Regions from separate parts of the Mus musculus genome. Here regions 1, 3 and 4 are each linked to region 2. A link is a contact called in public Hi-C data. All regions are on one chromosome and are shown on one strand. Each heading gives the region's core, a stretch centred on a gene start, on an enhancer-like site or on the middle of the called end of the contact. The rest is flanking DNA. Distances are from core to core; before and after follow the strand shown.

What was found. Hi-C and Micro-C count contacts between places; a contact is called where the count stands out from the background.
Region 1: a Hi-C map of Sertoli cells shows a contact between it and region 2, with 3 times the contacts expected there. The contact joins the promoter of Fmc1 here to the enhancer-like site in region 2. A contact is called at or near these places in 6 of 39 promoter capture datasets (the 3T3-L1 cell line, 3T3-L1-derived adipocytes, the C10 cell line and 3 more), 7 of 484 Hi-C or Micro-C datasets (CD4 T cells, CD8 T cells, the G1E-ER4 cell line and 3 more), 4 of 115 datasets of contacts at active chromatin or transcription factors (the SCID.adh cell line, double positive thymocytes, extraembryonic endoderm stem cells and 1 more) and 3 of 9 other capture datasets (adipose tissue, liver and pancreatic islet).
Region 3: a contact with region 2 is called in a Hi-C map of liver, with 2.5 times the contacts expected there. The contact joins the promoter of Atp6v0a4 here to the enhancer-like site in region 2. A contact is called at or near these places in 8 of 39 promoter capture datasets (the C10 cell line, cranial neural crest, embryonic stem cells and 4 more), 2 of 484 Hi-C or Micro-C datasets (embryonic stem cells and liver), 1 of 115 datasets of contacts at active chromatin or transcription factors (kidney) and 1 of 9 other capture datasets (pancreatic islet).
Region 4: a contact with region 2 is called in a Hi-C map of Th1 cells, with 3 times the contacts expected there. The contact joins two enhancer-like sites. A contact is called at or near these places in 7 of 484 Hi-C or Micro-C datasets (the C2C12 cell line, CD4 T cells, CD8 T cells and 3 more), 1 of 115 datasets of contacts at active chromatin or transcription factors (effector CD8 T cells) and 1 of 9 other capture datasets (adipose tissue).

Annotation. Positions count from the first base shown.
Region 1 is chr6:38,531,875-38,538,064 of GRCm38.p6, forward strand. Fmc1 (formation of mitochondrial complex V assembly factor 1) reads left to right here and starts at 2,987. Exons shown (of 2, transcript NM_025363.3): 1 at 2,987-3,136. The coding sequence starts at 2,999. n-TRcct1 (a tRNA gene) reads left to right here and starts at 2,057; the gene lies at 2,057-2,129.
Region 2 is chr6:38,336,800-38,342,932 of GRCm38.p6, forward strand. Zc3hav1 (zinc finger CCCH type, antiviral 1) reads right to left here. Exons shown (of 13, transcript NM_001347122.1): 2 at 3,421-3,556. Among named protein-coding and RNA genes, the nearest start is that of Zc3hav1, 15 kb to the right of the region's middle. Within about 2 kb of position 1,347, at least 43 of the 459 cell types and tissues checked have an H3K27ac peak or open chromatin away from gene starts, as enhancers often do. A contact at or near this core is called in CD8 T cells, Sertoli cells, Th1 cells and 2 more, where this site is marked.
Region 3 is chr6:38,119,584-38,125,999 of GRCm38.p6, forward strand. Atp6v0a4 (ATPase, H+ transporting, lysosomal V0 subunit A4) reads right to left here and starts at 5,003. Exons shown (of 21, transcript NM_080467.3): 1 at 4,745-5,003. It overlaps D630045J12Rik (RIKEN cDNA D630045J12 gene), which reads right to left. Exons shown (of 20, transcript NM_194061.3): 20 at 3,591-6,416.
Region 4 is chr6:38,581,853-38,588,566 of GRCm38.p6, forward strand. Luc7l2 (LUC7-like 2 (S. cerevisiae)) reads left to right here. Exons shown (of 10, transcript NM_138680.3): 3 at 3,189-3,287. Among named protein-coding and RNA genes, the nearest start is that of Luc7l2, 34 kb to the left of the region's middle. Within about 2 kb of position 3,384, at least 2 of the 459 cell types and tissues checked have an H3K27ac peak or open chromatin away from gene starts, as enhancers often do. A contact at or near this core is called in Th1 cells, where this site is marked.

The sequences.
Region 1 (6,190 bases), core at 1,737-4,236, 200 kb after region 2:
CTTTAGGAGCCTCAAACTAAACTGTCATGACAGGCCTGGCACAACATTTTTTTTCCTCTTAGGTACAGGGTTTTGGGAGATGACAAGTCTCCCAGTTGAAAGAAGAAAACAGACAACCACAACAGGATATTAATGTGGTAAAGAGAGGGAGCCAGGAAAGAGATGAACGCTTTCCTGTAGTTTGGGGCTCAAGGAGACACAGGGCTACACTGTCTTTTGGGTAAGACACTTTTTAAGACACTGTAAGAAAATTTCTTTTGGGTAAGAAATCTATTTAAATTATTAATGCCACAAATCAACAGGCAGTCAGCAGCATTGAAGAGAATGCAAGGGCAGTTAAGACTCAAATGTCAGAATGGGTATCTCTTCTTCTGGTTTCAGAGGGAAGGGTAGGTGAGCTTCCATGTCAAGAGTCCATGCTTGTAACTAGGATGTTTTTCACTCCTGGATGGGGGGGGGGGGGAAGGAGAAAGTCTTACAATCAAGGATGTAATGTGTGATAATGTGATTTTTTTTTTAATATAGAGAAGGTTTATTGGAGAAAAGGAAAGGGGGGAGGAGGGGAGAGAGGAAGAAGGGATGAGGGGGGCTGGGGACATGTAGGAGGGAAGAGGAACAGAGAATAGATGGAGAGGGGGAGGGGGGGTGGGAGAGAGAAGATGGGGAGGGGACAAGAGAGAGGGAAGCTGGGGAGGGAGAGGGGGTTGAGGGTAATGTGTGATCTCGATGTGAAGAGGTTGGAAGGAGAAACCCCGTTTAGTTAGTGTGACTTCATCATGCAGGGGTAGCTCCCGATAACTTAGAGTTCGTTAGCTTGGGGCTGGTACCCAGGAGCAGCTGCTAGGGAAGAGAGACATAGTTGCGGATGAGTTTGGTCTAGGTTCTAACACAAGGGAGTAACTTTTTTTTTTTTTTTAATGTAATTTGCGACAGGGTCTCACGGAGGCTTCCAATTTACAGAGATCCTTCTTCCTCCTAAGCATGCCACTACGAATGACAAAGCTAACTGTAACCTTGTCATAGAGAGCCTAAAGGGCCTAGAACAGCTTCTAACATACACCGAGCAAGTCAAAAGACCCAGAGAGTAAATAGGAATACTAAGGCGATATGCAGGCTGTTGGGACTGAGGAAAGAGGCTAGCTCAGATATCTGAGCAGAGGGGAACAAGAAGCGGCCGGAGCTAGACGAAGGTTAACATATAAAAAGCTAATGAGGTAGGGTCTACAAGGGCAACCTTAAATAGACTGAACTGCTTCTTAGAAAATAAAGAGCCACTGACACCTCAAAAAGAGGTTTTATGACAGGGCGGTGATGGCGCAAGCCTTTAATCCCCGCACTCGGGAGGCAGCCTGGTCTACAGAGCGAGTTCCCGGACCTCCAGGACTACACGGAGAAACCCGGTCTCACTCCTCACCCCCTCCTCCCAAAGTGGTTTTGTCTACGGTATACAATTAGGAACAAACCTAAATTCTAATTATCCCTAATTTCTACTATAGTAGGCACTAATTTCGCACCGTCTTATACTTATAGCCCACTTGAAAATTCGAAAACTGAACCCCATTCTAATACATCCTTGGCTGCGGAAATGGCCTCAGCGCTGTAACCGGAAACAGAAACTGACCACTACCTAAACGCCACCTAACGACCAGCTAAGAGCGAAGACAAACCCTGAAAGTAGCCCAATCGGAAGGGGCTTGGCTTTTCCTGTTACAATCTGACAAAGAATAGGACCAGAGGGAGGCTCGAGGAACTGGTTTCCGCAGCCCGTTTGGCTCTGACGTCTCCCGGGCCCACTTTTGCGCAGGCGCAGAGCTACTACGCACAGAAACACGAACACGTAAGCAAAAGCGGGAGCCCGTTCGGCTTCGTGGCATCCACTGTTTGCAGGGTGAAGCGGTTGACTCTTGGCATCTAAACTACATTTCCCAGCAGGCATCCGTTTCACACTGAGGCTGAGTTTGGTTCTCTGTGATAGGGTAAAAACAATAAATTTAAGTGATGACGTACGAAACAGGAAATAACTTGATTATGGTGTTTGAGGACATCAGTAGAAGAAGCCCCAGTGGCCTAATGGATAAGGCATTGGCCTCCTAAGCCAGGGATTGTGGGTTCGAGTCCCATCTGGGGTGGTTCGTTTTTTTTTTTTATCTATTTTAACATCATCTAATTAGATGATTATTGCGAGTCAAACTTACTGTTTATTTTATGTATTTAGAGACAAGGTCTCTCTACCTAGTTCTGGCTGGGTTAGAACAAACTGCAGACCATAATGGTCTATGAGCTGTGAGATCCGCCTGCTTCTGCAGGCAGTGAAGGCGTGTGCCACAACGCCCGGCCATCTTGTTTTAAAACTAGAGAACTGCGGGGAAAAACAATCAAACAAAAAAAACAAAACGAAAAAAAAAAAAGCCAGGCGTGATGGCGCACGCCTTTAATCCCAGCACTCGGGAGGCAGAGGCAGGCGGATTTCGAGGCCAGCCTGGTCTACAGAGTGAGTTCCAGGACAGCCAGGGCTATACCGAGAATCCATGTCTCGAAAAACAACAATAAACAAACAGAAAAACAAAACAAAACTAGAGAACTGGATGTGAGGCTTTACTAGTAAAGGGGCTGCAGTTTGCCATACCAGGGTATGAGTTCATTTTCTTCTCCTAGGCTGCGGGGACCATAAAGTTGGAGGTCGGTACGTTTAATTTTGACATCCCTGGTAGAAACAGTAAGATCTTTTTGGCGTGACCTATGTCCAGACATCCACATACTCTCCTGCCAGACACCTTTCCTCAGAGACTCGGCGGCCATCAGCTTACGGCAGTCCAAAGGGACGCAGTCAGAAGGGCCGAGAGGATTCGGCACCTTCCCTTGCTCTCCTGGTCCCCTGAGGTGCCTGTCACTCGCGTTTCCCTCCAAGGGTGGTCGGTAGAGGGCGCTGTGGGGCGGAGTGGGCGGGGGAACACCTCGCCCGAGGCAGTGAGGGACCAGGCTCTCCAAGGACAGAAAAATGGCGGCCCTGGGGTCCCCGGCGCGCACTCTGCGGGGCCTTCTGAGGGAGCTGCGCTACCTGAACGCGGCCACCGGGCGGCCATATCGCGACACAGCGGCCTACCGGTACCTCGTTAAGGCTTTCCGAGCACATCGGGTACGGCATCCGCGGCTGGGTGGGCTCCAGGTCGCGGGAGGGCGGATGAGGGGGCGGTCTGCGCAGGTGATAGAGGGTCTCAGGACAAACGTGTCTGAGTCACCCTGTCCTCCACCTGCGGGTCTCACCACAGACTCCAGCCCTTCGGCTAACCTGCGGTCTGAAATCCCCTACTGGCCCAGAAGCCGCGTGGGGCGCACCTTCCTAGGGACTTCGTATCTGCCACCCACCGGGGTGGAGCTGTCTCTGACGATTTCATTGGTTTGTCTGGTGCATGGGGTGTGGAATGGAGTAAGGAGCGGGCGTTGTGTGAAGTGGGTCCTAGGGGTCGTAAGACTTAAAGGCGTAAGGGTACAAGCATCCCCTCTCCTCATCCTTTCTACATTAAAGTTTTAATAGGAAGCAGTGTTTTTGTGATTTGACGGGTGTGTGTGTGTGTGTGTGTGTAGGTGTGTGTGCGCGCGCCTGCTCGCGCGCGTGCTTTTGCTTGCTTGCGTGTTGGTGGGGAATGAAGATACAGAATTTCAGCATTACTCTGGCTGACCTGGAATTTGCTGTTTAGACCAGATTGACCTTGAACTCACATCTGATTGCCCTTTTCTCCTGAGTGTGGGGATTAAAGGCATGGGCCAGGCAAATGCAATTTTTAAGGCAATTTAGTGGGGAATATTCAAGAGTTGAAGAGTGGTACTGTTTTATTTAGTACTAGCCTTTCACCACTGAGGAAAGCAATATCTTATATTCTATGGAGATGTCACATCTTTAGCCTTCTGCATGACAGGATACATGACATGTTTTACTGGTGTAACAAACATAAACATACAGAATGCTATCCTTGGGAAGTGCCATTGTGAAATCCACAGTTCATATTCCTCTTAGAAAGGAATGGAAGATGGTTAATTTTCCAAATGTGGTAATGCTCAATTCTCTGCCTTTTGGACAAGATCAAATACAAACACTAAGGCTCGGGGACAGTCACCTGCCCAGTTCTGCTTGATCAAGCATGGCTACAATTTAGGGGAATGGAAACTTAAGTTCTTGAGCAATTATCTTAACTACAGAATTTGAGCATTGCAAAACTTTAGAACTAAAATTCACTTATCTTTTAAAAAGTTATGTTAGGTACTGTGTATTAAGAACTAGGGCCAAATATCAAGAATAAGATGTGGCAGGTGTTGGTGGAACATGTCCTTTAATCCTAACAATTGGGAGGCAGAGGCAGGTGGATTTCTGAGTTTGAGGCCAGTCTGGTCTACATAGGGAGTTCCAGGACAGTCAAGACTATATAGAGTATCCTTGACTCTGAGAAAAAACAAACAAACAAAAAACAAACCCAAAAGATATACATGTAAGAAGCTACAGTCTCCCTGAAGAGCCATAAAATAAGATCATGTTTAGCATAAATAAGTGCTAAGGGTATAGATAACCAGGGGACAGTGGTATGAAGAAGAGGTGCTTCAGAAAGTCTAGTAGGCTATAATTAGGCATCTGGAATTGGCAAGTGAATAGAGGTTAGGAAAAGTAAGGGTACAGGGAAAGAAAACATAACTAAAAATTTAAAGAAAGCATAATTAAGGCAAACCCAACAGTTTCAAAGAGGGGAAGATAAGTAGGTAGGTATATATGACTGCTATTGTACCTTATAGAGGTAACATTATTGTCCTTGAAGGTACTTTGTAGTAAAGGTTTTGAAGTTCCTCACAAAAAGAATTTGGGAGGTAATGGTAGTCATATCTCAGACTTTGAGCCCAGCCTAGTCTAGAGTTGAATTCCAGGACAGCCAGAGCTCCATAGTGAAACCCTATCTAGAAAACAAAACAAAACAAAACAAAATAGTAACAACAAAAGAAATTCCTCAGGAAAATACCATAAATTCATGCTCAGAATTCTAGGGCTGGGCCAGGCATGGCGATCCACACTGTTGATCCCTGAAGCATAGGTGGGCAGACACCTGAATTCAAGGCCAACCAGAGCTACCCTGTCTCAAGAAACTAACAAAACCAACCAGACAAAACAACAAAAACGACCCCTCAAGACACCAAGACTGATTGTGAGAGGCAGCACAACAGTACTTGTTTAGCAAGCCTGAGGCCCTGGGTTCTACCTCCAGGACTGGGGAGAAAGAGAAAATTTGAGAAACCGTCTTCTACTGAAGGCACATAAGAATGTGGGGGATGCTTTTTCATTTTCTGGCTCAGGGCTAAAAAATTTCTGTGCTCATCTTTTCCACTCCTTAGGGAGAAAAGATGCAACCAGGGACATCTCTTTTTTCCCCTACTTTTATCTTTTAATAAATATATTTATATATCTTTGTGGGGGAGCATGCGTGCCAAACATGGGGGTCAGAAGACAAAGGAGAGTCTGGTTTCTTTTTCTACTGTGTGGGTTTCAGGGATTAAACTCTGAGCATCATCAGGTCTGGCTGGCAGCAAGTGTCCTTACCCACTGAGCTGTCACAGCAACTGTATCTTGATCTTTGGAGATAGGACCCAAGTGATTTCCAGGCAGGCTAGGATACATAGTGAGACTCTCTCCTAAGTCATCTTCACATACATAAACTAACTCTGACCCACGAGTGACTGTGCTGTCACACACCTGTAAATCTCAGCATTTGTAAGACCAAGGCAAGAAGGCTGAATCTCAGACCAGTCCTTGCTACACAGCATGATCTTCCTTGTCTTAAAATGTTTTCATTAGAGCAGTTGAGCGCTGCTGTAGTACATTAAGTATTACATGTTCAAGTATTACATGTTCTAGTTTTCAAATCGAGAAAAGGAATTATGTCTGAGAAAAGGAATTATGTGTGCAGTGGTGCCCAGGGACTAATCCACACATCCCCAATTATGCTCAAATTTATGTTCCTGCTCCTTCCTCACAACCTTGGAACCCCAAAATAGTTAAGGACAGAATACTAAAAATGAAGCATTGTGAAGAACAACCATTATCTGGAGTCATTGTGGACATTGATATGGACTTTATAGCTTCTTAATGTCCTTAGAATTCAGATTTTCCATATAGTTAAATTGTAAAAACCAGTTTAATATCAAAACATAC
Region 2 (6,133 bases), core at 97-2,596:
AGGCTGATGAGATGGCTTCAACTGGTGACTTATTTGGGGACAGAAGAGTCGAAAGAATTAACAGACAATATCACGTATGATGGTGCATACCTGTAACCCAGTGTTCAGGAGGCCGAGGCAAAGAGGATCACAAATGCAGTGCAGAAACCTTGCATTTAAAAGAAAGGAAACTTAAAGGAGAAAAATAGTGATGAATTTGATAATTCCTGGGAGAATCAAACTCACATGGCAAGCTGTACACAGGACATCATAAGGGAGCCCCAAAGAGGAAGTCTAATTTGGATCTTAACTTACTCTACCGTTGAAAGGAAAAAAAAGTGTGTGTGTGTTATTTGCAACTTTGGGATTTTGTCATTTGTCTCTGATAGCCAGAATAGGACCTGTTCAAATGATTTTGTATGTGAGGGGTGGGAGAGAGGGAAGAAGTAGGGTGATGAACTCTTTTAAAAAAAAAGAGATTTATTTATTTATTTATTTATTTATTTATTTATTTATTTATTATGCTTACAGCGCTCTGCCTGCATGTGTGGCTGCAGGCCAGAAGAGGGCATCATATCACCGTATGGATGACTACAAGTGGTTGCTGGGACTTGAACTCAGGCCCTCTTAACCTTTGAGTCATCTCTCCAGCCTTCCTTGACCTATGAAGACATCCACCTGCCTCTGCCTCCCAGGAACTGGGATAAAGGTGTGCACACTCCTCCCCACTTGGTTTTTGTTTGTTAGCCAGAATGAAAGGTGCGCACCACTGTGCTGCTCAGCCTTGCTTTCAGGTTTTGGACACGAGGACTCATGTAGCACAGACTAGATTTCAACTCATAATCCTGCTTCCCTGACCTCCCAAGTGCTGGGATTGCAGGCACACACCACCATAACCAACTCAGTAAGGAAATCCTTACCCACTATCTAGACTCCCTTTGGGGGTCAAATAGCAGGGTAAGATTCATAACAGCAGCAAAAGTGCAGTTATGATGTAGCAATGAAATAATTTGATGGTTGGGGGTCACCCACAACACAAGGAACTGCATTAAAGGGGCACAGTGTTAGGAAGGTTCCAGTGTTCTATTTTTTTTTTAATTTATTTATTATATATAAGCACACTGTAGCTGTCTTCAGACACCCAGAAGAGGGCATCAGGTCTCATTACGGATGGTTGTGAGCCACCACATGGTTGCTGGGATTTGAACTCGGGACCTTTAGAAGAGCAGTCAGTGCTCTTAACCGCTGAGCCATCTCTCCAGCCCCCAGTTACAGTATTCTAAACAAACACATCTGCACACATAGCTCTACAGAGCTGGAGTAAAATCCAGGGATGGTGCAATCAGATCATGTGGCTACAGGGCTAACAGAGACTGCTTTAAAGTCAAGGCCCTAGAAGCAGCTGGGTAACCTCCCGGTCCCAGTGACCTTCTAGTTTCTGTTTCCTTTTCGACAGCAGAAGGAAAATATTTGTTCTGTCTGCCTGCCTAACATCTGTTGGGAGGCGGCGTGACAAAGTATAAGACTGTATTGTGCAAAGTAAGAAGTCTGAGGCAGGTGTCTGAGCCACTAGGTGAAGAAAATGATTAGTCATTAGCCTCACCTTGCAGGCAGCTGAAAGATGAAGGTGTTTAGTTCAATAGGCTGTATGAACTGGGAATGAGTCTGGATGCAGAGACAAAGGCTGACCCCAGGAATAGTGACAGAGCCTCTAGAACCAGACTTCAGCGCATAAGTGCTACCGAATCTAATTCTAGACCACAGTTCTTAAAGTGAGGTGTCTGAACCATGAGCATCACCTGGACACATAGAGGAATCCAGGAGCTGGCTTGTAACACAGGCCCTGGGTTCAATTCCCAGTAGCAGGTACACCAAGCATAATAGTACGTGTCTACTACTATGAGCCCTCAAGAAGTGGAGAAAGTATGTCTGTTTGAGGCTAGCCTGGGCTACATAGGGTGCTCGTGTCTCTAATAAAACAAAGAGCAGGTGAGGTGGGGTATACCTTTAACCCCAACTAGGAAGGCAGAGGCAGGTGGATCTCTATGTGTTCAAGCTACACAACGCCCTGCCTTCAGAGCTCAGTGGACACCTCAAAAATCACCTGTTGTGCCAGAGTTTTTAAATGCCCCCAAATGGTCAATCCTCAAGAAATCTCCATTGGCTAGCTTGTCTTATCTAACAGAACTCCAACCTTCTTGGCAGCTTCATATCTCTTCTACCCTTCCATCTCTTCCTGTATTGCTCTGCCTCCCTGTCTGTCTTCTGCCCCTTTCGGCGTTGCTCCTGCTCAGTCTCCCATTCTGTGTGAGACTGCTAATGACTTTGTATTGTGGGTACACTCAGGGATTCTCCACTCAAGGGCTTTTCTCGGGTCATGCATGGTCCTTTGAGCAACATCAACTGACTCTCCACTCTATAAGCCTATGCAAATAAGACTTCATTATCTTCCATCATCTGTCTTTCCTCTAGTAATAGAAGTCCTTGACAGGCAGCCACTCCGCCAGCAACTACATTTCTCAGCCCCACTTTCAACTAATATGACCATGTGATTAGCACTGGCCAATGAGATGTGAGCAGATGTGCTACACACAGTGTCCAGTTTTCAAAAGGGTAAACTGCTTGGCTTCAACTTCCCTTCTACAATCCCACTGACTAAAAAGTGGTGACAGAAATCCCTGTACTAAGAGATGAAAGCCACATTCCGAAGACAACAGGGCTCGTAACTCACTAACATGAGTCTTGCAAAAAGGTGTTGGACCCTCTTCCCAACCCTGCGGCATATCTGCCTGCCCGCATCCACACAGGACCCAGAGGCACCGTACTTCTGTAACAATCCACAGTCAACAATTTAGGCTCTTCTGGCCAGTCAGTCTCTGTTGCAACTACTCACCTGACCCCTGGAGGGGGAAACAGAAACAGAAAACCTGTAAACTCATCTGCACGGCTGTGTTCCACTAGACTTTTATTTCTGGACTAGGTTTGGCTTCTGGGCTGTAGCCTACTGGTCCTTGATGAGGCTATCAAGGAGTAAAAAGCTTAAAGTATATTTTCTTTATCACTGAATTTACAGTAGGAGTCTCTGGCACAGTGACACAATCTGTGCCTGCATCTTTCAGGCATCCAGCTTCAATTCCAAGGCTACCCTGATGTTAAGCCTCAGGCAGTCCAGCTACCGCCACGTCTTCAAGCCATCTTTGTTCACAGTGGAATCCCTGGCAGCCATGTGGACCCAAATTCTTCTTTCATTTGTTCAGACAGGGTCTCACCAGGTAGCCTTGGCTGGCCTGGAACTTATTACATAGACAAGGCTAGCCTCAAACTCATATAGATCTGCCTGCCTCTGCCTCCCAAGAGTGCTGGGTTTAAAGGTGTGCACCAGCACGTCTGGCTTGCACATAATACTCTTGCCTGGTGTTTAAAGTGAGAACCAGGACCTACCTCAGGCATGAAGAAAGGGTCGCTTTGGACCAGGAGGACCGCCAGCTCCTCTTGGTTAAGCCCGGAGAGCTCATGATTCTTCAGGACCTGGAAGTTCTGTTCCGAGAGAACATCGTGAGAATATTTGCAGAGGTTCCTGGAAGGACAGAGGACAACTGTCAATGTTTGCACGTCACAGCGGAAATGAGAAAGAAGACAGCCATATTCACACGGCATGGGGGTAGAAAGAGGGCCGGGAGAGGGACGGCAGGCATCTCGAGTTCTAAGCAAAGGGGGAGAAGAAAAGAGGACACAGAAGGAATTACTGGGAAGAAGAAAGGGTTTACTGAGTTGGAGAGATGGCCCTGCAGTTAAGAGCACCGACTGCTCTTCCAGAGGTCCTGAGTTCAATTCCCAGCAACCACATGGTGGCTCACAACCACCATAAATGGGATCTGATGCCCTCTTCTAGTGTGTCTGAAGAGAGCAATAGCATACTCACATACATAAAATAAATCTTTTAAAAAGGGGGAGGGTACCAAGAGGGTGCAGGGGAGCAGGGAAGGGCCTTGGGAGAAGGGAACAAACCGGCAGGGCATGGAGATGTGAAAACACCATACTGAAATCCATCATTCCATACGCCAGCCTAAAAGACTGAGTTCAACTTCAGTGGTAGACCACCTGCTTAGCATGTGTGAAGTAGATTAAAAAGGAAAAGTTCACTAAACTTTCACTCAGCAAAGATCAAATGCTGTATCCTTTGGTAATTAACACAGACTAATCAATCCTACAGAAAGAATACAATTTTATGAGGTCCACTGGCCCAGCCAGATGACATCCTGGGTAATGGTAAATGTTTGCCAACAAACCCAGTGACCTCAGTTTGATTGCACATACACAAATATATACTTTAAACAACAAACAACAACAGGGTCTCACTATACAGATAAAATCAACCAGGCTGGTTTCAAACTCATGGTGATCTGCATGCCTCTGTCTCCATATTAAAAAAAAAAAAAAAAAAAAGAAAAAGAAGCTGGGCAGTGGTGGTGCTCACCTTTAATTCCAGTACTCGGGAGACAGAGGCAGGCAGATTTCTGAGTTCGAGGCCAGCCTGGTCTACAGAGTGAATTCCAGGACAGCCAGGGCTACACAGAGAAACCCTGTCTTGAAAAAAAATCACACACACACACAAGAAAGAAAAGAAAAGAAAAGGGAAGGGAAGGGAAGGGAAGGGAAGGGAAGGGAAGGGAAGGGAAGGGAAGGGAAGGGAAGGGAAGGGAAGGAAAGGAAAGGAAAGGAAAGGAAAGGAAAGGAAAGGAAAGGAAAGGAAAGGAAAGGAACGGAAAGGAACGGAAAGGAAAGAGGGAGGGAGGGAGGGAGGAAGGGAGGGAGGAAGGGAGGAAGGGAGGAAGGGAGGAAGGGAGGAAGGGAGGAAGGGAGCTGAGTCCTTGAATCCAGCCAGCCCTTCCAGGCACTTTATTTTGCTTCAAGGAAAGGTGACAGTGGGTGACGACCTTCATCCTCTTCATTTTCCCAGACAGACCCTTTCCATACTTTCCCCAGCGCTAGCTAACCTTGGCTTCCAGGGTTCCTGGTGCTCTGTGATAAGGCTGACCTCGACTCGGCTAACATTTGGCCTTTGGCTCTGTGGTTTCAGATAACTGCTCCCACCAGTCTCCAGCACTGAGAACCCCCAGCATCTGGGCTCAACCTTATCAGCTCCTCCCTGAGCCCGCGGGAGAGGATCTGAAGAGACCGCGGCAGCAGAAAAAGCTTCAGCAGGCAATCCCTTCTGGTCTCAGCCCAAAGTAGAAACTTCCCCTGTGCCCTACATCCTGGGACAGCTCTGCCAGATGTGTAGGAAGTTTCCTTACCTTGCCCCTCACAGCATCTCACTCCACTGTCCCCTGAGTCATTGCCATTAAGGTTCTTGTTACAGATCTGGAAATGACCCAACTGAAGCACCTGCCAAGGGCCAGCAAGGTGGCTCAGTGGATAAAAGCCATCTGCTCACATACTCCCACAAACAGGCAGGTTCCAACCCCTGACTGAGAGATTGACAGCTCTTAGTCAAAAAGAGTAGGGGTCCTTTTGAGTCTAGCCCAGACAACCTGACCACAGAGCTACACTAATGGGGCTCCCTCTACCTGGAAGCCCACTTGAGGCATGAACGTCTAAAAGAAGAGTCAGGTTGAGCTGGCTGCTGTCCATGACGCTGTCCTTCTGATGGCTCTAGTTTTACTTTCATTTCTCATCTCCATCATGAGGCAAACTTCTACCTCCCTGATCTCTGGACTTCACCTCAACCCCAGCTTGTGTCTGGTACGGCTGTCTAGTCTGGATGTGGTTGGTGTTCCATCCCTAGCAGGTCCTACTGTTTCCTTCCCTATGGGCTCCAGGGATCCCCTCGGCTGCTTCTTACAGGATTTTATCTTGGCCCTCATCTCAGCACACTCATCAGCCACCAAGGCAGGGCAGTTTGCACTTGCTCTCTGAAGAAAAACAGAAACCAACAAACCAACGGTCTATCACTTGTTTCCTAACCCGGATTAGCAATTACAATGACCCTGATATGGGCAAATGAGGGTCAATAACTGAAAGGTAAACGGTGACTGGTGACGTAGATAGGAGGAAGACCAGATCGGTTAAGTCAAACCTCAAAAACAAGAGAGAGGCGAGGGTGGGGTGGGGGTGGGGGTGGGGGTGGGGGTGGGGGTGGGGGGAGAAACCT
Region 3 (6,416 bases), core at 3,753-6,252, 210 kb before region 2:
TTATTCTTTGAGACAGTCATTGAATCCAAGCTCACTCACTGGCCAGCCGATACGCTGCTAGGATCCTCTTGTTTCTGTCGTGCAGTGCAGGGATCACAGGTATGTCCCACAAAGCTGGGCTGACACACAGCTGCGAGGAATCGGAATGCAGCAAGCACTTTGCCCCGAGTCCTCTCCCTAGCTCTCAGTTTCCTCTGTTTTCATTTTTATGTGAATGAGTGTTGTCTTCGTGTATGTGTGAGCACCACGTGAACCTGCTCTCCACAGAGGTCAGAGCTTCAGATCCCCTGAAACTGTACTTATAGACAATTGTGAACTGCCTGCCACGTGATAGCTAGGGATGGGATCGAAGTCCTCTGCATGAGTGCTTAGTGCTCCTAACCACTGAGACATCCCTCCACTTAACTTTATAAAAGACTAAAATGTACTAGAATTTTGATGCTGGCATCTTTAGTGCAGTTATGTTAGCTAATACGGGCTTTGGGTGAGAAAAAAGTAAAAGTTACTGCCAGTGGTGGGCAGTGGTGGCACACACCTTTAATCCAAGCACTCAGGAGGCAGAGACAGACAAATCTCTTGAATTTAAGGCCAACCTGGTCTACAAAGCTAGTTCCAGGACAGTCAGGGCTACAGAGAGAAACTCTGTCTCAAAACAAAACAAGGAACAAAACAAAAAACCACCTCCATATACAAACAAAATAAAAGGTTAAAAACCATTGGTTTTGTATGTTGACTATCTCACTTAAATTTGGTGTGTCTTGAAATGTTTAGCATTACTGATAATCTGTCAATCTAATTTGCCTCACTAAGAAGAGTGTCTGTGTCCTACACACAGTGGATGCAGCAGGCCCCTTACACACTGAGCCAGTTCACTGGGCTGGTGGGTCTCAGATTTCAAACTGAGGCAGTGAGCATTCATTCTCTTTTTCTTACAGCTTTAAAAATTCTAAATCTCATCTAGTCTTTGGATTCTGCTAAAATGAGCATATCTGGCTCTGTTAACTCAGCCACAGCACAGAATCAATGTTGAAAAACAATCCACTTAGATTTCCTGAAACACAGCAACCCCTTCAGCTGAAATTCCCTTTCCCCTTAAGTGCTGCGCTAACATTTTCTTCAGAATTTTAAAATACTAAATGAAAGAAACCACTCACTGAGACCTATGACCACATCACATACAGAACCCAACCCAAATATTTACCCTCCCCAACCCCGCCTCTGTACAGGATGTTACCTTGTAAGCTTTCAAGTGGGGTTGGGTTAGCCTTTTGCAATGTTACACTGTGGTGTGAATTCAACAAACGGTACATTGGTAACTACACAGATGTGGTTTACCCAAGTCTGCAGCTGGAATCGGTCCAGGCCTGAACATCAGGAGTCAAAGGCACCCCACCCACAGGTGAGAAAAGTGCTGGAGATCCACTGAGCTATCAGGTTACTGCACAAACAGGGCATCTTGCAATAACAAGGTTTTGGTAAATGATTCCTCAGGAGCCGGACTGGTCCTGTTTCCATTTTACTTAAGCTGTGCTGGGCAGGGGGGGGGGGGAGTAAAAACGGGGTGGGGGATGGGGGAGGTGGGGTGCAGGAGATAAGGAATGACCACTGCCTTGGGCATGGGAGCAGCCTGACCTTCAAAGCCTCAGCTGTTCCTAGTGACTGCTCTCCCGGGTACTTTGGACCTGTTTACACTCAGAGCAGGTAAAATCTGGCTGCGTAGAACATTCTCCAGGTCTCACAGCACTTCAGACGCTTGCTTGTGTTTTTGTTTTAAATCCTTAGTCACTACAATATATGTATGCATGTATGTATACATATACACACACACATATATATGTATATATATATACACATACATATATATTACATATATATTTATTAGGAAGAGAGAGAGGGGGATTGGTGCTAAGGGCCAAAACTAGGATCTTGCATATATCAGGTGAGTTCACTACTACCAAGCTATACCCCTGCCCAATACTTATTAACAAAACTGTCCAATATATGATCATTGAATATTCATGTGTGCTTCTATTTTTTTCGAATATTTTTTCAAGTTTGTTTGAACATTCATAATGTCCCATTCCTACTAGATTTTGAAATCTTTTAAAATTTTACTATTTTTCTCCATTTTACTTATTTGTGTGCATTCAGACGCATGGAGGTTCCAGAACACCATACAAGACTTAGTTCTTTCCATCATACGGGCTGATGGGATCTAATCCAGGTAGTCAGGCTTGAGGGAAAAACGCTAAGATACTCAATGGCCAAGTTTTTAAATTTGTTATTTTATGGGAGGGGGTGTGTATACAGGTGCTCTCTCGGCCATGTCATGCCTGTGGAAACACACTCGGTGAAGCAGGGTCTCTCTGTTGGCACACTACATACTCTGCTCCTAAGAGCTTCTGGGTAATTCTCCATCTGGGTCTCTCACCTGACTGCAGGACTGCTGGGATCAGAGATGTGGGCTGCCACGTTCAGCATTCTTGTGGGTTCTGGGCCTGAACCTGGGTCATTAGGGTTGCACAACCCTACACCCTTACATGTGCCGAGCCATCTCCCTTACAACCATTAAGACTTCTTTCTTTTTTTGTTTTGAACCACCTGAGTCTTCCAAGTGGCCTCTGCTGCCTGCTGCCGGGTTTGAGCTTCCCTTTTGGTCATTCTTGTTTGGTGGCCCCAAGCATGCTAAGCACAGGCAGCTCCTATTAACTTTAAATTTTTTGATACATGACCTCAATATGTTGGCTACACTAGCCTCAAACTCATGGTCCTCCTGCCTCAGCCTCCAGAATGCCAGGATTAAAGGTTTGTGCTACTGTACCTGGCTGAACTCATCTTAAGATTTTCTCCGAGCCTTGAAACTGGTAGCTCTGCTGTCACTGTGAGCAGGAGCCATGCCCTCACAGCAGCGTGGCGGGTCCCAGTCATACAGAACAGGTCATGCACAAGGCAGGACTGCAAGAGACATGGCAGTATCCTGTTGTCTACCCCAGCTGTCTAGCATTGTCTACCTGACAAGATTAGTTTGTTGGCACGTTTTAAAACACAGCTGTGAATGACAGGGTTCCAGGATCTTTTCCACAGCTTCCCCATTCGCAAGGTCTTTTATACAAAGCTGTCCATGTTTGTGGCCCCTAGGATTCCGTGTTTTTCTTAGTTACTGGGGTCCTCTGTTTTCTGCGTTCTTCTGCTCTCAGGTTGTCAGGGAGTTTCGTTTTCTTGGGTTTCAAAAATAACCCCTTGTTTGCCCTCTTAATTGTCTTTTCAAGGTGGAATGACCTTTGCCCTTCTCATTTGCCTTTTTACACCACAGTGTCCTATCTTTTCACTGTGCTGGCATCTGCTCTAAGGGCACACCAGCCGAGCCACTGGACAGCAGCAAGCGGGCATGGTACCACTGCTGCAAGTGGGGACAGTTCTGCCAGCTCCCAGGAATGGAATGCTGTGAACTGAAGTCCTTGGAGAACCACACTAGGTATTCTTAGCAGGCACTCAAAACCAGAGAACCAAAGGTCACCTCAGCATAAAAAACCACCACTGACAAACTACAAAGCCACCGTGTTCCCAAGGAATGAACCACAAAGAACAGCTTCCACACCGATTCGTAGCATTTATTGACATTTCCATTTTAAAATCCTAGGAAAGCTGTAAAAATTGTAAACATGGGAACCAAACACTTGCATAAATTATTTCCAAACTCTACAGCACATTAGAAAACAGTGCAGCTAATTGAAGGGTAGAAACGTAACTGACAAACAGAAGGGCAGGCTCAGTCACTAAATCACACACCCATACCAGGCTTTAAGTGCCCGTTTGAGATCAGCAAACCGTGATTGTCAAGTTGCAGTCTTGATGCCACAGGTGGCCCAATTCCTTCTGCGGTTTTGTATAGTAACACGAATCGCCTAGCACGAGGGTGCAGAAAGTCAGAGCATGGACCTCAACCGAGTCAGAGACAAGCTGGCATCCTGGAGCAGCCTGGCAGAGCAAGCTTCCCTGATAACCCTACTCCTGTCTCCCTCCTCTCTGCTCCACAGTGCGCTGTGCAGAGATGGGAGCAAAGCCCAGAGCCTTTCTCTTAACCGTTTCAGAACCAGCGCCCTGGTGCTCGGCATGACTGAGTTAATGACCAGAACTCTTGGTTCCTCTAGCACCTCCTGTTTCTTTCCTTACCACCGTGACAGAACTTTAAAGTCTGGCTTTAACTTAGCCCTGTAACGGCGCATTTGGGAGTCAAGTCATGAGTACTTGATATCTGGTGGGCATGAGAAAAGACATCGGTGATCCTCCATGTAATCCCTGGAAGTGGCCCTGGAGCAGGGAAACACAGGAGGAGGCAAAGCAGGCAGCCTGCATTGTGACCTGTCCAGTGGGACACCAACCTGGGAGGAGCATATCAGACACAGACATTCATTGCTCCCCTTGCGTCCTGGCTGGCTCTCAACCGTGTTCCCAAAGGCATTTACTATTCTCTTTCTACACGTCAATGCTGCTGTGTGTTCTTAAGATAATTGCTGAGTGTCCTGTTACACACACAGGCGTGAATTAACACTGTACCGTGACGTTTCAGTTTTCAAGTCTTTTTAACATGGACAAAAGAATTCCAGTTTAGACACCCACAATCACCACCAACCCCTTCCAGCACCCTCCCCCACAAAATAAGCCACCTGAAATGTGCCCGTTCTTGTTTACGAGGTGATGAGTGTAAGCCTATATACTTCATGGGAAGTAGAAACCCTCTCACCTGTTCCAGGAATGCCTGCAATGGGCTGGACTAAATGACGACGTTCAGTGGACTGTCCCACACAGACGTATTTGTGCTCATGGGTGTAGAAGCAGCCTTCCTTGTACTCCCACCTGGACCAGATGTGGACAAGCAGGCTCTGATGACTTTGGAGGTAGAAATGACATGGCGAGGACTCTGCTAGTGGGAAACTTAGTGTGTACTATGACAGGAACACTCTGTCCTGCTCCTAGAACCTTGACCCAACATCTTTCTAAGTGTCTGATTCCCACCTAAGAATCCAGGATGAAAGGGCCAAGGGAGGCCTAAGGAATGATTAACTTGTGAAGTCCTGCCAACGTAGACTAGTGTCCTGGGGACTGGCTTGGTTACTGGAACACTCACCAAGATCTGAAATAGCAGTGAACACTCTGTATACAAGAAAGCAGGGAATTACTGGTTTTGGCTGGAAGCCTTCCAGGCACACTTGCACCTGTGCTTTGGGTCACTGGCCTCATGCCTTCAAAAATTCTGCTTGGCAAAATCCTACTGCTTAAAAGTCACGTGCCATCAAAATCAACACAAACTCCGAAAGTAAATTAAAAACTGGAGGAAAAAATGGAGGTATAGATGATGAAGCCCGATGTAACTTATCCACAACCTGCTGTAACCAAGGAGGCTCAAGGTCTGCTATAAGCTAAGCTCTGCAAGGCCCAGCTTAGCACCACTCAAGTACTTTAGAGCAGACATCAGCAGTTCCTGGTACTCTGACCTCCCTTTCCCCACACCAGGGCTCTTGCTCAGCGGATCTTCACCAGCCTGGACATTTGCTAGCTCTGTTACTAGACAGGTTCCCTCCCAACACTATTTCTTCTTAAGACCGAAGTCACTTGGACAAAAGACCCAATTCCTAAACCCTTCCCCTGGACAACTGTGAGGCTTATCTAGCGCTGTGGCTTGGGTAACATCAAAGTGGCTTCTGCAGCTGGCTTCTGCCCTAAAGACTCATCAATCCCAAACATGTAATTTCTTTGACTTCTGAATATTCAACACACCTGTGCCTTTTGCATTTTATGGGTATCTAAGCCACCCTGCTTATCTATAGCATCCATCTTTTATACCTGTCTGTACTATCCAGCTTAGATTCTAAAATCTCTTGGAAGTCAGGACTCATGTCTGCTGACTCATCTAGTGTCAGGAAGTTGGGAGCAAAAAAAGAAAAAAAAAAAAAAAAGATGCTTCACAGGTGACCTCTGAAACTGACAGAGGACCTGGTAAGTTTGAAACAACACAGCAGTAGGAGGAGTCACATGGGGCTTTGCTCTCATTTGTCTTGCTCTGATTACTGATGGGTGAACCCAGCCACTGGTAGATCACACATCACCCATGGCAGGACATCTACACAGAAAGCCTCTGACATGCTCACAGTGACCGAGGCGCCCTCCTCAAGGGTTGTTTTCAAGTAGGATCACACCTGATTTTTAGAAGCAGAGATCATATGAGGTGTCAGGTCGGGGAGGTTATGGTCTTGTTAACAAGAATGACATACAGAAGGAATCGGACACATGAAATCAGCAACAAAGGAGACTGCAAAAAAGCACTTCTCCAAGCACTCTGTCCTAAAAATGCTGACTTAAATTTGCAGTTTGTGTTTCTCAACAGAACTTCTAAAATTAGAAGGAAAGGACAGACA
Region 4 (6,714 bases), core at 2,134-4,633, 250 kb after region 2:
GTGGCTTTTAATTGCTTAGGGTACTAGGGTCATGGAAATTGTTGACCAAGGTAGGTTTCCCCTTGCATTGACTTTTACAAGGGCAGGAAGTTGTAAGGAGTTTCTTTGTGGACTTTTTTTTTTTTTTTTCTTTTAATACTATGCCTGATACCATATCAAAGCAGATACTTTGTCATGGTGGATACAAAAGAGAAAGCAACGGACTGTTTCTATAATTCAGAAAAACTGTCTTGTGATACCTGTTGTCCTTGGAGAAATGTTCCTGGAGAAATGAGGTTGACTCTGAAGATACTGGGGTACAGATACACCTCATTATAGCTAGTTTTAGAAGGACACAAGTGAAGTGAAAAAAATCTCTTAAGGCTAGTTTTAGTTGCCTTGGGTTTTTGCTGTTGTTTTGGGGTTTTGTTTTTGACTGAGGCCCAAACTCTGTGCCTTGTATTTGCTAAGTAAGTGCTCTAGCACTGAGCTGAGTTCCCAGATCTAGAAGGCTTGCTTTTAAGAATGAACTCTGGTCTGGTAAAGATGGCTTCATGGATAAAAGCACTTAGTATGCAAGCTTGGCAACCAGAATTCCATCCTTAGGACTCATGTAAAATAAATGTAGAGGTAGGGAACACACAGACTCTACAAGGTTGTTTTTTTCACTTTCACAGGCATCCTGTGACACTCACTTCCCCCCAGGCCCCCTTCCATACACACACAAACAATAATAATGAATAAAAAAATATATTAGAGCAAATTCTGACCTAAGAAGCACATTTTGAAAGATGAATAGTTGAGACCAGGTATCTTAATACTAAAATGTGCATAAAAGCCAGATAAGGTGAAATCATAGAAGAGAAAATCAAGATGTAAAGTTAATTATCAAAGTATTCATTAAAAACCAGTAATAGGGCTGGTGAGATGGCTCAGTGGGTAAGAGCACCCGACTGCTCTTCCAAAGGTCCAGAGTTCAAATCCCAGCAACCACATGGTGGCTCACAACCATCCGCAACAAGATCTGACTCCCTCTTCTGGAGTGTCTGAAGACAGCTACAGTGTACTTACATATATTAATAAATAAATCTTTAAAAAAAAAAAAACCAGTAATAGATTTGTTATGAGATTGTAGAGCACAGTTTTAGATCACACAGATTTATCTTATGCCATACTGTAAAATATTCTTAGTTTTTTTTTTGTGTGTGTGTGTGTGTGTGTGTTTATATATTTTAGGGTGTGTATCTTTGTGTATGTGTGCCAGGTATATGCAGGTGACTGTATAGGTGTCACGTTCCTGAGCTATATTTACAGGTCATTGTTAGCTGCCTGACATGAGTGCTGGGAACTTAAGTGGAGTACTCTGGAGGAGGAGGAGCGAGTGTTGAGCCATTTTTCTAGCCCCTTAGCTTAATTTTTTGAGGCAGTGTTTTGTAGTCTAAGAAACCCACTGGAGATCATTCTGCCTCAGGTTCCTAAGTGCTAGGATTATAGGTACCCTATGTAGATTTGGTTCAAATGCACAAAGTGCCTCCTCTGCCTTCTAAGCCCTAGGGGTCAGAGGCTCATACCACCAACCCAAACCTTGACTAGTTTTAGAATTTCTGTAATTCTTTGTTCATACCTAACTACTTGTAAATTTTTGTAAATATAAGGTATGATTAGTTAAATTTTGCCTGCTTTATATCAGTTCTTTCAAATCTTTTGAATTTTTTCAAAATCTTTATCTAGTGAATGTCCTATTTTTTAGGGTACTATACAAAATGATTGTTCGTATATTTTGTTTTGTACATATGTAGGTTATTGGCAAAAAAGCAAGGTTGGCTGAGTCATTTTAGTTTCTAGATATACAAGTAAGTCTCAGATTGCTGTAGAAGATGCTCTAATTTCGTTGTTACATTAGTTGGTTTTTGTTTTTCTTTGGAGGTAGAAGGAAGACACTGACTGATTACTGGCCCCTAACTTGCAGTCTTCATGTCTCAGTGTTTCAAATGCTATGATTGCAGGAACGTTCCACTAAATGTGTTTGTAATACTACTACAATTCTGCTTCCTCCACACCTGCCTCTTTCCTCCCTCCTTTCCTTCCCCGATTTGTCGTTTGTCTGTCTGCCATGAGATCCTCTAACCTGAGACTTTTTAAGATTAATTTTTCTTTTGTGAGTTTGTTGTTTTTGTTGTTTTTCTTGAGACAGGGTTTCTCTGAATAGCTCTGGCTGTCCTGGAACTCTCTTTGTAGACCAGGCTGGCCTTGAACTCAGGCAGCTGCCTCTGTCTCCCAAGTGCTGGGATTAAAGGCGTGCGCCACCACCACACTGCATCTGTTGTATTTTATCTGCATGTATATCTGTGTACCACATGCATGCCTGGTGCTGGATGAGGGTGTCATAGCAAAAAGAGGGTGTCACACCTCCTGTAACTATAGTTGCAGATCATTGTTAGCTGCCATGTCGGTGCTGAGAACAGAACCAAGTCCTGTGAAAGAGCAACCACTGAGCCATCTCATCAGCCCAGAAAAATGTTTCTCATGAGGATGCATTTAAAATGAATCTAATGAGTGGTAAACAACGCAGCTATGGCAGCAAATATCTATAACCCTAACATCTCAAGAGTATCAGGCTGGAGCTGGAGAGATGGCTCAGTGATAGCCTGAGTTCAGATCCCCAGGATTGGTAGGAGAGAATCAGTTCCCACATGTTGGTCTCTGTCCTCCACATTTACTCCATGGCAAGTGTCTGTGCATGTGAACAAAGAAAATAAAATATAATAAAACAAGAAAGGCCATCACATTCCAAAAAGAATCATAGTTTTCGTCCCCTTCTGCCCCCCTTTTTTGGTTTGTGTTTTTCCTCTGAGATTTCCTCATGAGCCCAGGCTGATATTGAACTTGCTATGTATCTGGCCTTTGACTTTCCAATCCTCCTACTTCTATCTACACAGCACTGATAGTATAGGTCTGTACCACCATATTGAGTTTATGGAGGGCTAGGGATTGAACCCAGGACTTTCTGTATGCCAGATAAGCACTTAGCAACCAATCTACCTCCTCAGCTCTAATTGTCTAAAATTTTATATTTTGACAGTTCATTAAATGAAGAAGTGTACTCACTGCATGACTTAGTATATTATACAGTTCTCTGAAGAGAACTGTGATAGTGATGAATTTTAAAATACATGTTTCTAATATATTGTCTTTATTTTCTTTCCTAGAGAATGGATCTTGGAGAATGCTTGAAAGTCCATGACCTGGCTTTAAGAGCAGATTATGAAATTGCGTCCAAAGAACAAGACTTTTTCTTTGAACTTGATGTATGTGGTTTTGCTTTCATATTACATTGTCTGTTGTGGTAAAATTTTGAACGTAAACTAGTGTCTCTTACTTAGGAACGTATCTTTGTGATAGTATGAAGGTTACTATATAGATAATACTCACCCACACTACCCCAGTTTGTAGTGCTGAGATGAAACCCAAGGCCTTATACAGAGTAGACAAGTACTTTATCACTGATCTAGCCCTAACTCAAAATGTTCAGTATATGAGATTGAATATTTATGAAAATGTATAAAACTCTCTCTCTCTTTTTTTTGAGGGGGTGTGTTTCGAGACAGGGTTTCTCTGTGTAGCCCTGGCTGTCCTGGAACTCATTCTGTAACTCACTCTGTACACCAGGCTGTCTCCTGAGTGCTGCGATTAAAGGCATGCGCCACCACTGCCCGGCTGTATAAAAGTCTTAACTGATAGTAACAAGCACTTATCTCCAGACTATCCTGCAGCCTCTGAACCATGTTGCTCCCCCTTTCTTTTTTTTTTTTTTTTAAGATTTTTTATTTATTATTATAGTAAGTACACTGTAGCTATCTTCAGACACACCAGAAGAGGGAGTCAGATCTTGTTACGGATGGTTGTGAGCCACCATGTGGTTGCTGGGATTTGAACTCTGGACCTTCGGAAGAGCAGTCGGGTGCTCTTACCCACTGAGCCATCTCACCAGCCCCTGCTCCCCCTTTCTCTCTCTGTTTCTCTCTCTCTCTGTTTCTCTCTCTCTCTGTCTCTGTCTGTCTCTCTGTCTGTCTGTCTGTCTGTCTGTCTCTCTCTCTCTCTCTCTCTCTCTCTCTCTCTCACACACTCACACACACACTCACACACACACACACACCCTCATCCTCTATCCCTCCATCCCTCCCCTAGGTCTCTGTGCTGCTCTGGTAATCCTGGGGGGTCGATCTGTAGAACAGGCTGGTCTTGAACTTAGAGATCCACCTGTTTTTGCCTCCCAGGTGCTAGGGTTAAAGGAGTGTGCCACCAACCACTGCCTGCCACTGCCACTCCCCTCCCCTCCTTTTTTTTTTTCAACACAGAAGTTTTAAACTCTGCTTGTCCTGGAACTAGCTCTGTAGACCAGGTTGGCTTTACATTCAGAGATCCACTTGCCTCTGCTTCCCAAGTTCTGGGATTAAGAGGCATGCTTCACCTCACCCCACCCCCACCCACCTCCCAGTTTGGCATGCTTTTAATGTAAAATAATAAAAGAAATAGAAAATGCTGTTTAGGTATCCATGAGTTACAGAGTGATTTAATATCATTCTTTCTATAGAAGACTTTCTTGCTGTGTGGTGGTGGGGCACACCTAGCACGGGGGAGACAGAGGCAGGCAAAGCTTCCATTCAAGGCCAGCCTGGTCTACAGAGCAATGAGGTCGAGATAACCAAGGCTACACAACGAAGCCCTGTCTCAAATTGAAAACCAAATAAAAGAGGGGGTGGGGAGAAGAAGAAGACAAAAGAAAGATTTCTCGTATAAAGATAAACGTGGGGCTTAATGGTTAAGGGCACTCATATTTTCGGTCACAAGCATAATTTCAGTTCTAGGAGATCTGATGCCCTCTTCTGATGTCTGTAGACACTGTGCATATACATATATATATGCAGGCAAAGAGAAATTAAATTACACAATATGGTTTACAGAACATAGCTCTTAAAACTTTTTACATTTTCTTTTTAAATACATGTACATAAGACATTGTGGTCAACAAAAATCTTCTGCTCTTCATCAGTGAAATTAGGTAATTTTATTTAGCTAGCAATAAATAGGTTCTACTGTCTCTTTGAACATCTAAAAACTTTTGTTAATGGAAATGAAAACCATCTATAGAAATACATTTAATACTGTCTGGGCGTAAGTTACAAGGATTTTCCCTTTTGTGCTGCACACTGTTGTCAAAGCACTGCTGACAAACAGGAGAGAATGAGTGTAAGGGTTTTAATTTTGCATTTTTATGTGTGAAGGTGAATGTGCTGATTGTACTTAACATCATGCATAATGCATGGATTTTCCAACTTTGCTAAACATGAGTGTTATCAGCTTTCTGGTTGACTTATATAACTTTTTATAAATTATGAAAGTCAACCCATTTTCTTGTGTATAGTATACATTTTCCTATCTTATTTTTCTTTTGATGACTTTTCCTTTAGATAGTATTTTTATTTATACTGTCTAATCAGTGCTTATAATACTTATTTTATCAATTTGAAAAATCTCTTCAATTTTGACCTAAAATAATTCTCATCTATGTTTTCCTCTTCTATGTTTTTATTTTCAGTTTTTAGATTTTTATTTTGTACGTGTGTCTGTTTGAATGTTTTGCACTTGAGTGTGCATCTTTGAGTATATGTTCATCAGGTGCATATCTGATACTCATGAAGCATCAGATACCCTGGTAGTTACAGATGGCTGTGAGCTACATGTGGATGCTGTGAACCAAACACAGGTGTTTTACAAGAAAAGCAAGTGCTGAGCTATATTTCTAGCCCTGTGAGGGGCTTATTTTAAATCCTTTGTACATCTTGGATTTATTCTGTTATATATATAAAAAACCAGCCAAAATAGCTACTTCATAGAACCAATAATATTTCTTGATGAGTTCATTGTTATTTTTACTACTTTAGGATGCTATCTTTGACTTTATATAAGGAAATGAAAGAAGATTTGTTTTGTGATTTAACTTTGTGGAATTTCTTGTCTCATTTTTAAGTTCAGTGTATGTACAATAAATTTCTATTTTTAGCTGATATACATAATATTCACTTTGCTATCACTGTGATAAAACCACCAGGACCAAAGTAACTTACTTGGATGTAAAGTTGCAGAGGAATGAGAGTCTACATTCACTTCATGGCAGGGAGGCCTGACAGCAAACAAGTGAGAGAACAAACTGGCAGTGGCTTTTGAAACCTTAAAGCCTGACCTAGTGGCATGCTTCTTTCATTAAGGGCATACCTCTTAAACCTGAAGAAGGCTATCAACTGTGGACCAAGTCTTCAAGTGCTCGAGTATATGGTGGATATCTCATTCAAACTGCTACAGTTGAATGCTTGTTTTTAAATTTACTTTTTTTCCTTCTGATTTTTGGAGAGAGGATTTCTCTGTGTAGCTCTGGCTGTCCTGGAATTAGCTATGTAGACTAGGTTGGCTCTGAACTCAGAGATCTGTCTGCCTTTGCCTCTCAAGAACTGAGATTAAAGGTGTGTGCCATCATGCCTAGTGATTTGACATTTATTTTATAAAATCAGATATACCTCATTTGTTTGCATTTTTTTCCTGATCCAGGCATTGTTAAATTTGTTAATGGCATATTTCCTCTTTATTGTAATTTGAAAACCACAGGATACAAATAGTTACCTAAATATCCAGAAATAAATCTTACTGACATTATAGTGGTCTTCCATGTTGTGTGTG